4 separate regions of the Zea mays genome follow, and all the other regions are linked to region 4. The links are chromatin contacts, called in public Hi-C maps. All regions are on one chromosome and are shown on one strand. The core of a region is the stretch at or near the end of the contact, and the rest is flanking DNA. Distances in the headings are between cores, read along the strand shown. Region 1 holds the start of LOC100303970. Region 2 holds the start of LOC103634279 (putative methyltransferase At1g22800, mitochondrial). Region 3 holds the start of LOC100282331 (zinc finger protein 2). Region 4 holds the start of LOC100273039 (S15/NS1 RNA-binding protein).

The links. Hi-C and Micro-C count contacts between places; a contact is called where the count stands out from the background.
Region 1: a contact with region 4 is called in a Hi-C map of leaf, with 6 times the contacts expected there. The contact joins the promoter of LOC100303970 here to the promoter of LOC100273039 in region 4. A contact is called at or near these places in 2 of 25 Hi-C or Micro-C datasets (leaf and tassel).
Region 2: a contact with region 4 is called in a Hi-C map of leaf, with 5 times the contacts expected there. The contact joins the promoter of LOC103634279 here to the promoter of LOC100273039 in region 4. A contact is called at or near these places in 2 of 25 Hi-C or Micro-C datasets (ear and leaf).
Region 3: a contact with region 4 is called in a Hi-C map of leaf, with 7 times the contacts expected there. The contact joins the promoter of LOC100282331 here to the promoter of LOC100273039 in region 4. A contact is called at or near these places in 2 of 25 Hi-C or Micro-C datasets (leaf and tassel).

What each region holds. Positions count from the first base shown.
Region 1 is chr7:151,450,162-151,453,378 of Zm-B73-REFERENCE-NAM-5.0, forward strand. It overlaps LOC100303970, which reads left to right and starts at 1,832. Exons shown (of 2, transcript XM_008654797.3): 1 at 1,832-2,238. The coding sequence starts at 2,065.
Region 2 is chr7:151,792,746-151,795,825 of Zm-B73-REFERENCE-NAM-5.0, forward strand. It overlaps LOC103634279 (putative methyltransferase At1g22800, mitochondrial), which reads right to left and starts at 1,482. Exons shown (of 12, transcript XM_035961250.1): 1 at 1,366-1,482. The coding sequence starts at 1,482. LOC103633122 (mediator of RNA polymerase II transcription subunit 8) reads right to left here. Exons shown (of 12, transcript XM_008654800.4): 11 at 2,577-2,634; 12 at 1,517-2,109. The coding sequence ends at 1,937.
Region 3 is chr7:151,850,838-151,853,963 of Zm-B73-REFERENCE-NAM-5.0, forward strand. LOC100282331 (zinc finger protein 2) reads left to right here and starts at 1,806. Exons shown (of 1, transcript NM_001155243.2): 1 at 1,806-2,709. The coding sequence starts at 1,945. The coding sequence ends at 2,478.
Region 4 is chr7:151,597,676-151,600,835 of Zm-B73-REFERENCE-NAM-5.0, forward strand. LOC100273039 (S15/NS1 RNA-binding protein) reads right to left here and starts at 1,364. Exons shown (of 4, transcript NM_001147488.1): 1 at 421-1,364; 2 at 208-319. The coding sequence starts at 1,347.

The sequences.
Region 1 (3,217 bases), core at 582-3,081, 150 kb before region 4:
GTCTATAATTATCCCACTTCGGCTGTCAGTTTCTCTTCTACAAAACGACCAATATCAACCTAGCGACTTGGATCTATTGTTCCTGTGTATCAAGGTAATTTCCATTTTATGGTCTTTTGCTATGTCTGATTAATAGGGTTAGAGTTACTGTTTGGGAATCATTTTTAGAATCATTTTTTATCGTCATATTATCGATTTGTAGGATGTCTAGGCGTGGTAAATCTGCTAAACAAAGGTAAGCGTTGCATTAAATGTAATTGTTGGAACCTGCTCACCAGGGCAAGTTGATCCAACGGGAAAGTGAAAAGAGTATTTGCAAAGTTTAGCATGGAATGCCAAAAGCTTCGTTAATCTCTCCAGGCCTAGGCACTGTACGGGGATATTTATAGGTACTCGAGGGGCTGCCTGTCCCTGTCAAAGACATTTAGACCCTCGAGTACCCGGCTTATCCCCGAAATATTCCCACTAAGGGAGGTTATAGACAGTCATTACGATAAACTTTATTACATACACGACCCTTATTACTCCTATCCACGCGGGGGCCATCTCTATGGGCCGAATCGCACATGGGCCTCCCCTGGTGGTGAGGGAACAGGAGGTCCGTAGACTTCGGCTAGGCCTTCATCTCGTCTCGTGTGGGCGAAGGGGGTCGAACAGGCCTCCGTCCGATTGGCACCCTCGGCCTGCCTTGGCGGGTTCTGTGGATTCAGCCTTCGTCTGTGCAAGACGGGGACGAAGTCGTAGAGCGAAGGGTAGCGTGTTCGCCTTCGCCCCAATAGTAATAACTAATATTTGTGAATAACTTATTAAAATTTAGGAAGGGTCCATTGATCGGAACTGCCTTCGACCCGCTTCCTTTGCCAACTAGTGTTTCTGTGTCTATGTGTTTTTGTGGTGATCCTTGCAAGATTGACAAGTCTGAGGATCATGACACTTATCCCCATACGATTTACCCACTATTAACGATTTACCAATAATAACTACAAATCAATAAGTACATGGAGAGCGGGTTACCGGGCGGTGGAGACCGTGGCCGACCGGAGACCGGGAGGCGAGCGGCGGCTGTGGGCGGCGGGCGTGGGCGGCGAACGGCGGGCGTGGGCGGGCGGCTTGGGGCTGGCAGGTGGTGGCGGGCGGGCGACGCGGGGGCGGTGGGCGACCGACTTGGGGTGGCGGCCGGCGCAGGGTGGTGGCGGCCGATCAGGAGGCGCGCGGGGCTGGGCGGGCGGCGCGCGGGAGGGCGGACGGGCGGCGTGCGGGTGGCGAGCATGGGCTGGGCTGGATGGGGCAGGCGTCGACGTTGAATGGAGTGGACCCTGGTATATGAGACATCGACGCCAAGATCCATGACGCCGACCTATCGCCACATCAGTAACAGGTAGCTTCAATTTAATTGGCACCGACACGTTCTAGCTCGGCGCCAATAGTGATGACGCTGAGCTAGGAGTCTATTTTTAAAAATAAAACTGAAAAAGACGTATTTATGAAAATAAAACTAAAAAAAGGCTAAATTAAAAAAACGGTGCGGGCAACCAATTACGCCCTACGTGGTTACTTAGGGCATGTACAATGGTGTTTAATGTGGAGGCTCTTAAGGTGTTTTAAGGGGGTATTTGCAAAAAAATCTTAGAGCCGTCTCTCCGTGAAGAGACGCCTATGGCTCGTAAACCAAGTAGCAACAGACGCCTCACTTTCCACTGTACGAATTTGTCGTCTGTTCTATCGATCTGATGTTGTACAAATGCATTTAATTCTGTATTTATTAACAGACTACATTTATAGACACTTCATTGTATAATAGAGTCTCTTAGTTGTCTCTTGTACTTGGAGAACCGTTTTGATGTCTCTCCACTGTACATACCCTTAGCAGAACCTCAAAATTTCGCAAAATCTAGTGTTGGAATATAATTAGTGCAATCAGCAGGGTCTCTTGTGCAAACACCCCGTCCACTGCACAGCCAATTCCCCATCGCGATAGGCCCGTTCGCACGAATCACTGCTCTGCTTTCACCCCCCGCATCGAACCTCACCCCCGATCTGATCGAATCGAAGGCTGCGGCGGCGATGGGCGGTGACCATGGCGGTGGGCACGCCGGCGGCGACTTCCGCCAGAAGGTATGGAGCATGACGGGCGGCCCGTACTGCCGCCCCGTCCACTGGCGCCGTAACACCGCCATCGCCATGTTCGGCGTCTTCCTCATCTGCATCCCCATCGCTATGAAGTCCGCAGAGCTCGAGGTATGCATGTGTATCCCCATCACCCAGACTCTGACCCTGCGACTTCTCGTTGTCGTACATGGTTTTGAGGATTTGAGCTGATGCTTGCTCTACCCTAGATATTAGATCTGCGGCGAACGTCTCAATATTTATGGAGTTCTTGGTAGTGAGACTTCTTGTCTTTGGAACTAGGAATAGCCTATCCATTCTGTATAACACATAGTTCGAACGCGGATGTGAAGGACAGCTCGTTAATAGGGTACTGTTGCTGTAAATTCCAAACCCGTGAGTGCCATTTCTTGTGATCCTGTTGGAAGTGCCCCTTGAATCCTTGATCTAGTATTGCTATTTAATGCAGAGGATGCAAGTTCCACTTATTTTCGGTCATTGGGATTGGGTTGACCCAAAACTTGCTAGAATGAACTAAAACGGCCTGCCACCTAATTTTTTTAGGGGGGTGAAATGAACTAAAATGTCATACCACGTAATTAATAATTAATTACCTGAACCCCAAAGCACCATTGGGTACCTGCTTGCATCCCTAAATGCACTTTCAGAATATGATGCTACTTCATTGAAGTGGCTGGCTACAATGGTTTCTTTTGAACTTCTGATATTTTCTGTCTGTACTGAAACTATCTGTGGCTAAATTGTGATGAGTGTGCTTGTTTCCATTTGGACAACTTGCTGACATGCATATATTAGCCAGGTATGCATGACAGGTGTTCTAACGGATCAAATAGTGTCTATAAGTAACTCCACTGAAATTCTCTGATAGCCATGATGCATGTTCTCTAGATAGCTAATGAATATATGGGATGATGGAGGAGATAGGGGACTGAGATGCTGCAAATTCATTTCTCAGGGAAAGCATGTAGGTCTTCCTGGTGCCAGTGAGCTACATAATGAACAATCAGAATGTAAGCGATATGTAGAATATAAGGGCTAACCATCTTGTACTGTTTCTTGTAATTTGTCTAAGTTCAAGGCAGACCCTCCC
Region 2 (3,080 bases), core at 232-2,731, 200 kb after region 4:
ATTTTGGTTTCTTGATCATTTATTCATTCCATATGTTGGTTCTAACATTATTCACAAATCTTATGCATCTCTTTTTTAGTTTTATAAACTAGAGAGAGATATAGTTTTTATTAACAAATTTACTTTTATTTTATCATATAAAGAAATAACCAAAATATAATTATACATCTTGATGAGTTATAAAAATTTGTAGTTGAAAACTTTTTATTTGAATTAATTTACTACTTCAAAATGAGATTTTTAAATTGTCTTTGTCTAGTGTTAAAAAAAACACTCGGCAAAGAAACATTTGCCGAGTATTTTTTGTTTTGCACTCGGTAAAGAATTTTTTATCGAGTGTTCGAAAAAAAACGCTCGGTAAATCATTTGGCGCTCGGCAAAGAGCCTGATTGCGATTGTGATAGTGTAATATCCTACATCATGTGTTGTGTATTGCCCTACCTTTAAATTATATTGTATATTATGTGTTATAGGGTGAGTATTCTTGCCTCTAATGAAATCCATTCGCTAGAGCGAATTTCAACAAAGTGCTTATAGTAGTGATACGATACCTTCTTTCATTGTCCTTCTGCGTGCAGTTTTGAAGATCTTGTCGATTGGCGGGATACAAGGCCATGCACTTTGGAAATTATCCGTGTGTCGCACGCGCTTGAACTAGATTGTTTTTAATACACTTCACAAGCTTGACAAGTATTTCTTATAAACAATTATGAACTTAATTGATATACATATATATGACCGCTACATGCATGGAGTATGAGTTAAATAAACTAAAATAAATCTGGTATTAAACGCCTGCGAGTCTGGCAAATATAGAGCATTTTTGGTTCGTGGCTAACTACGCCACACTTTACTTAAAGTTAGTCGTTCGAATTGAAAAACTAACCTTGGATAGAAAAGTTAAGTAAAATGTGGCGAGTTAGGTAGCCAACCAAACAGTCTCATAGTGTGTCCGTGGATCTCTCGGGTGCTGTGCAACGGTGGGAAGAGTGGCAGCTCCGCATCCTTGTGTCCTGGCTAGCCTCTTCTCGCAGCTCGTCTCCCTTCAACTGCTCGCTCGCTGATGCGCAACAATAAAGATGGTGCACTATTTAAAAAAAAAACTCATAAATTTTATTGTGGTATATAATAAATATTACTCAATTTACAAAAGAATTATTTGTGCACCCTGCAGGTGTCTCCAGTTGTGCGTATGGCTCGCCTACCTTGTTGCTGATGCCTGATGCCCTGGCGATATATCATATATGCACTCGCCACCCTCTTCAACCGCCACAAGCAGCCGCCCGCCGGCTGCCGGTGAGAGGAGCGGCGCCAATCCTCCTCACCCACCTCACGAATTTACAGTGTACAGCATCGACGACGTACAGCGAGGTGTGGAGACGGCACCTTGGTATCGCCGTTCACGGTTGCCCTGTACGATAAGAGACTGATGCAGGCGGTGATCTTGCTCTTAGCTTTATCATCGGCGTTTTCGAGTTGCATGCAAGCAATGGGGCCTCATGATTGCAAGCATGAAAGACGTAATAACATCTTGGGATATTTATCCAGAAAGACAACAGGGAATACATATTACAGTACATCTGTGAGTTCCTCAAATAATTCTAGGGTCCACCTGATGACCGATTTTCATCCTGGTGAACTACCCACCCGTCTAGCCGTATGCAATTCGATTGCCGGCCTTGCTGCGAGGCTTAATTATAAATAAAAGGAACGCGCGTAACACGATTCCAACAAAACATATTAGACATATCCGAAACACAGTTACAACGTATATAATTATAATTGACCTGCATCTCGCTAATGATTTACAGCAAAACGAAGGCTAACCTGGGGCTACTATCAGTCTCACAGATAAGCTGAGTAAAGACCAACAGACAAGCAGCAAAACGACGGATATATTGCTCATCTTTCAACCTCCGTGAACGTTAGTGTTAAATCATTGTTGGTTTTGTTGCCTCTGCTGAGTGAAGTTGGGATTCTGGGTCTGGTTCTGAAGGCCCGCCATACCCTGTGGCACGTTCTGTGCACCTGCCTGCATGTTCCCGTATAGCCCTTGCTGCTGCTGCTGCATTCCCATCATGCTGCTATTTGTGGCTCCCATACCGAACACTGCGGCAGAAAACAGCAGAGTTCAGTAATACAAACTTGATACGATCATTTTTTGGCACAAAGTAAAATAGACCAATGATGATTTAAAATCAAAGGACACTTTTCATCCAGCACTGATATTTTGTCCATAGTGGAAAGTGCTCTTAACTTTCCCTAGTTACTGAATTCTTGTGTTTTTTTGTAATGACATCCTACTTCCGCATTATGGTAAATTCCAATATATTTTGTCCTTTTGAATTGTGATCGGATCAGGTATCTAGATTTATGCGACTCAAAAGGGTTTGCCTCTGCAATGCGTACACATATTTCTAATATTGAGGAGCAGGTTTCTACCAAATAAGCCAGTAAAGCCACCAAAACAATTGATAGACAAATATGATGTCTCAAATCCATGGCACATAACATTTTTTTTTATCCATTTGATAGTGCTAACTTGAAAAGTCTTAAAAAGGGAAAGGGATACATACTTTGGTCAGTCAGCATTTGGGGATGGCTCCTATGTGGATGCCCACCAGCCATACCATACTGAGAAATAATAATAAAACAACACATTAAATACAAGAAGTTATGTGCGAAGAATGAAACAGTCCGGAAACAGGACAGAGCAAATACAAAAGCAACAAATTCTGCAATCTTTATATTATATACTGCCCCTTCAGTAATCAGGAAATCATGTCTATAGTGGACAAGATGTCGTTAGTATAAGAGAATAAACTTGTTAAAGGAAGATAACCTAAAACTGTAACCTTATTAATCAGACTACCATAAAGTTGCAAGAGAAGCCAACAGCCAAAATGAAACTACCCTAGTCCATCAATTAGTGATGCATGTGCTGAAATTGTTTTTTTTTTTACCATAAATGTGCTGAAATTGTTTGGGACGAGCCAACATTGCAGTTGATAATATGAATAATGCAACTAAAATAATAATAGCCCTATATTAATCAGACCACCCTACATCAAACTCTCATG
Region 3 (3,126 bases), core at 556-3,055, 250 kb after region 4:
ACCCGTACCCATAAACCCGCCGGGTATAGATTTATGCCTATTAACAAACCCATGGGTATGAAAATTGACCTAAACCCGTACCCTAATAGGGTAAAAACCCATCGGGTTTCGGGTACCCATTGCCATCTCTAGTTGAGTGCACAAGCTGGAGGGGGGCAGCCGCGAGGCCGAGGCGCTATGGAGGAGCTAGACATGAGGTAGGTCAAACTTGCCTCTGTGGCTCAAGCGAGCACATACGAGGGGAGGAGGGGCGCTACCACGAGAGGAGCGACAACCAGTGTGGGAGGAGGATAGACGGTTGTAGCCACCAAGGCCCACGTGCCGTGGAGGGGGAGGAGAAGGGGGTGTGGCCGGCAACGAGCACGGAGCCGACACCACTTAAGGGAGAGGTAGGGATGGAGGAACCATGGATGATACCATGTTAGGGAGGTTTGGAGGAAAACCTAACTCCAATTTGGTTAGGTTTATATATCAAGAGTATATGGGCTGGGCCTTAGCCTGTTACATTAGAGACACAATACTCCACCACAGATACGAAGCTAAGCACGCTATAGGAGAAAAAATTGAATTCAACCAGTCAAATCATGACGAATTGGTGTGTGAGGATCGGTGCCATGGTGATGGAAAGAGTGGCGTCCCACATGAAAGGAGGAAGATGAGGATTGAGGAAGAAGGTTGTGTGATGGGTAATTAAAATTTTTTCTTTGTTTGATATACGTTGAAGTGGCGCAAAACGAGGCTCTCTTGAATTTTATTCTTGTATATATATAGAGATGCACATGAAAATGATTTATATAATAGATAACAACACTGGCGAGATTAGAAGATAGAGATAACATCATTATCTAGATTAGGAGAGACATCTCCAAACCCACCAGAATCAAAGGTGCATGACCATTTTGTGCTATATATAACCTTATATATTTATGAGACAACATCTGAGAGTTACATATTCTCCTCCAATTTTTCTAGTATAGAAAAAAAAATAGTCGCAGAAGACGCGCATATCCCGGGCTTCCGGGCAGGGCCGTTCCTGACTTTTCAGGGGCCCGGTGCGAAATCCGATATCGAGGCCCATCCACATATATATATAATTATATATATTATCAAATATTTAATATATAAAAATTATTATGCACTATTTTAAAGTTTACAAGATAACAAATGTAAAATATAGCAAAAACACTTGTTATCTCATATTATTAAAAATATCTTTTAACATTTTGTGATACAAAGTCATCTCTTCTATCATTGAGATCAATCTCATCCAACAACTTTTTTCGATATATAGAATCACCAAGCCATTTAACATCTCTTGAGTTATTGTTGATCAAAAATAGTTCACAAAAATATTTCAATTTTAAAAAGCTTCTCTCTGCCAAAGCAACCATCATATGTATAGTTTATAATACTCTCCCTATATCAAAATAGAATTTGTTTTGCTTCTTTAGTGGATTTATCATCATCAATATAAACATAAAAATTAAGAACTAAAACAAATACTATTTTGAAACGGATGGGTATTGGATAAGTAATTGAGACAGTTTAAGAATATAAACGAGACTAGTTGATAGCTCGATAACGCATCACACTTTACGTATTTGTGTCTATAATAGATAAGTTTAATAGGAAAAAATACTACCGTACAGTGGCTACGGGGCCCTCTATTTTTGGGGGCCCGGTGCGGCCGCACCCTTGGCACCCCCACAGGGACGGCCCTGCTTCCGGGCAGCGTACTGGCCATCCAGTTCCGGCACGGCGGCACCCTCTTTATATACCCCGCCCAAGCCACTGCATTCTCGCCCAGTCGCCCTCTTGGGCCTTGGCTTGGCTTCTACCCTACCCTGCAAACACACGCTCTCTCCTCCCTCGTGGCCTCGTCACTTCTTCTCGCACTCGTGAAACAACAACAAAAAAAGGTTCGATTTTTTCCCCCTTCGATCGATGGAGAACGCGCCGACGTCACACGCTCATGGCGTCAGCCTCGACCTGCGCCTGGACCCATCTCCGCTCCATCGCTCCGCCGCGGTGCCCGTGCCCGCGCCGCCCTTCGCTGCCGACCACCGCCCGGGGGAGGCCTTCGCCTGCAACTACTGCCACCGCAAGTTCTGCAGCTCGCAGGCGCTGGGCGGACACCAGAACGCGCACAAGCTCGAGCGCACCCTCGCCAAGCGCAGCCGGGACATCCTCGCCGCGCCTCCACCGTCGTCCCCGCCACCACCGGCCCCGGCCGTAGCCTTCCATGCTGCCGCGCCGGAAAGCAACAGAAGGAGCGGGCTCGTGCCGACCGCGTACTACGGCGCCACGAGGCTCGCGAGGGAGGAGGACGCCATGGCGCAGCAGGCGGCGCCACCGGGCTTCGCGATGGGCTGGGGTGCAGACACTGCGGCCGCCGCTGATGGTGGCTGCGGCCGCCTCGGCCTCGGCCACGGCCATGGCCAGAGCGGGGAGGAGATCGACTTGTCGCTCAAGCTCTGAGCAGATGCTTTGCATGCTTAGCTTGTTGATTAGTTGGTGCATGCAGCATATATCTGGCGCGCGTACGTCCGTCCAATTCATCTCATTCTCAGGCCGATCCGGCGCAAGTCGTGTTAGAATTTGCTAGCTAGCGGGTAGCCTTCTCTTGGATCAGCAGCTGGTGCTTTGAGCTCTGACTAGAATACGTATGTGTATATATAGCTGGCCTCTATATATAATTCATGCAATAACTAATCTTGAATCTATATATAGCGAAGCGCCTAAGCCATTCCATATATACGGTCTCGATTGTACTATCATTTATCTATCTACATCTATATATATATCATGCATGGACAGCATGCTCAAAAACAATGTACATATAGTACAAGTATATTGACGAATCTAGCATATGTATTATGCTCTGTATCTCTCTATCTACTCATGCTATCCAGTGCAATCTGCTCTATTTGAACGTCCATGTTCATTTTTTGAGGTAGCTAAATTTGTATCTCAACACGTATACGAACAAAAGGCCCACCACCAAGCAACTGAAGAGTTTCACCGGCCGTCTGTCCTGTTCTGTTCACAGGTGCTGTGTTCCATGCCTTTGCTTGTGTCTTTGGCAAAGTTGTGGTTAGCTAGCCCTTTCTTCTTGGAAGAACTTGC
Region 4 (3,160 bases), core at 114-2,613:
CTGACCGCTACAGCCTCAGGTTCCTATTGGACCAGCAACTGTCATTTGTGACTTCGACAATCAGAACACCTGCTTGATCGCTATCCTAATTTCTGCATAAATGTGACTACATCTTTCACAAGTAAAACACATGCTTGAACTCGTGTTTACTTTGAAGCGGAGGGTAAAGTGTTTACTTCGAACTCAAGAACAGAATAAAGTGTTTACTTTGAACTCGTGCAGACCCACAGTCATTCTCGGACATCTTGAACTCATCCCTCACCCTTTGGAGCTCCAATTTCATCGTCTCTTCGGATGACATATGATCTGGATGGAAGTACTGAAGATAACAACTTGGATCAGCAGTAGTAAATCACATCCTAAGATGTAAATACCCTACGGAATACTTAAATGACCAGGGAAATAAAAGGACAAACTCACCTTCTCTAACAACTCCTCCTGCGGAGGCTGACTCATGTAGTCTGGCGTCGGCTGACCGCGAAGGTTCAGCAGTGCATGAATGTTTACCCGCTGAGTGGCGTTTTCTGGTTTATGATTCAGGTTCCCAATGCAATTCTTGATTTCCCAGAGAGACCCTGACAACTGGTTTTCCTGCTTCTCCAACTCCGCCAGCTTGGCGATCCGCCCCTGCAGCTCCTTAAGAGAGAACCACTCCTTACCGTCTTTGGCCCCAACCGCTGGCCGGAGCTCGCCTAGCTTCTTCCCAAGCTCTTCGTAGCTGTAGAGCCTCGAAAGCGCCACGTTAGATTCCTTCCCATCCTTCCGCGCATCTACAGCCTTAAACTTCCTCTGTAACTCCGGGCTGAAGATGTTGCTCTGCGAAAGAGTCAGAAACGGCGTCGACGGAGGATGCGGTGTCCGCAGCGGGGAGCGCTTGAGACTCTCTCGGACGGAATCGAAGCCGGTCACCCCCTGCCCAGCGTTGGCACCCTGGGCGACGCTGCTCCTCTTGATTATGTCCAAAAAGGAGGGGGCGACTCCGGGTGCGGAGGGGGAGGGCGCGCCGACGGTTGGGCGGAAGTCATCGAGCATCCGGCGAACCTCTTCAAGGGACGGTTTCGAAGGAGGACCACGCGCGGGGTTGGGACGGAGCAAGTTCGATGGATTCCGGCGCGGAGGGGACGACGTGGGAGACAAGCGGAGGCGATCCTTGATGTCCTGGAAAAGCGAGGATGACGGATTCCGCGGCGCGCCGGGGTTGGGGGGCGGAGAGGAGGACGGGGAATGGTCGTCGTCGGGGTCGTTCGCCGGGGACGGGGGCGGAGTGAACGGGGGGCACGAGGAGAAGAAGGCACGGGGGAGGGGGAGAACGGGTCTCCTCTGCGGGGTGACACGACGGAGAGCCATGGCGGCGGCGGGTGGAGGTGGAGGCTCACTTCTGCTCCGCCTATAGGGTTCCGGTAAAGACGAAAGTGCCGATGAGTGGAGGCGGGAGCGATGTGTCGCGGCCTGTTTGCGAAAGTTGGTCCTACATATGCTGCTGGGCCGTCAGGTAGTCGGCTGGCAAACTGGGCCGAAGCTTGGGCTGAAAGCCTTGTGCCCCATCTCTCAGTCCTTTTCTATATTTCTTTTTTTTCAAATATAACATTATCCAATGGTTATTTGCTTGGTAGTTAAAAATTATCCCAAAACTATCTCATACATCGAAACAAAAGAGCTAATATACTTTATATAGGTATTTAACTTGTTGTTAGTCAACTAACTAACCACAACTAATTTAATCTAATTTTAAGGCCCTGTTTGGTATATTTACTGCTTGTTAGAAATCATCTTCTGTTTATTTTGAGAAGCAACTGAAGTGATAAGTTGTTGCAGAAGCCTACTATTTGGTACAACTTATGCTTAAATCTATAAATAAGTTATGAAATAAGTTGTTCCAAACAGGATCTTAGTCTAACTCATAACTAGCCATGTGAATAGTACTACCACTGGTTGGGATGGCGCTGGACCCACTGTCTCCAACAGTGTTCTCTATATTCTTACAACTTCCTATAAAAGTTCCCTTCTCTATATATCATTTCACTCCAGTAGGGTCCTCTAAATATTGTTCTCTATACATAAATACCTATATTAGAGGCATATTTTATTTTAAATTTTTATACATATGTATTTGCCATATCTTTGAATGTTTAATACATATTCTAGTTTTGCTTAATCTGTTGTTTAAAGTATTAAATTGATAAAGTACAAGAGAGAATCTCTATATATAGAAGACGAAGGAATGATCTCTATATTTAGAGAATGCTTTAAAGGACGCTACTAGAGGGGAACAGGATAGAGGAGGGAACCTCCTCCATCTACGGCTAGTTTCGGAGCCACAAAACCGGAGGGTACTGGAGGGGCTAAAATCCCTTCCTTATTCAATTTTGAATAAGAAGGTGATTTTAGCTCCTCTAACCCCCTCCGGTTTTTAGACTCCCAAATTATCCCAAAGAGTACAACACCCTTTAGGGCTATTCGGTTGAGGAAGGATTCAAGGGGTGGAGGGGATTAAATCTTTTTATAGTCAAAATTGAATAGAAAGCGATTTAATCCCACTCAATCTCCTCTGATCCTCATATTCGATTAGGGTAGCCTTACCTCCACGTCATATGGTGGTAAGCAAGTAATGTCGTATCGTCACTTGCAGCAGCAACGGTAAGGCCCATCCATGGGCCATGGTTGTGGTTTGTGAGTTGGCCCTATTAGCTTGGTGGCAACAACAAATAGGGTCAATTTGGTTCAGTTGTAAATTTTTGAAAATTTGATTCTAGATGTGAGTTGTGAGAAAGTTGTTATGAGCTAACGATTTTGGGAAAGCTGAAATATATTTGGTTGGGCAACTATCAATTATAGATTATGTAAGAGCATGTTCGCTTATAATATGGATGATAGGAACCTAGAAAACCTGGGTACGAGGTGATTCTGAATTAAACTGAATGAATCTATATATTTTCATAAACCTATTATGTTGTTGTACCTATTTGGTTTAGGTTCCAGATTTTTTTGTAACAAATCTAATTCATAAAGCTAAACCAAACACACTTTGTGGTAGCAAATATATCACTAGTAATGGTATCAAATAATGTAAATATGGATCAAACATGAGACATAAAATTTTATGTAGAAGAATCTTGCGGAAAAACCATAGATGCCAATAGATAATCTTCACTATATAAGA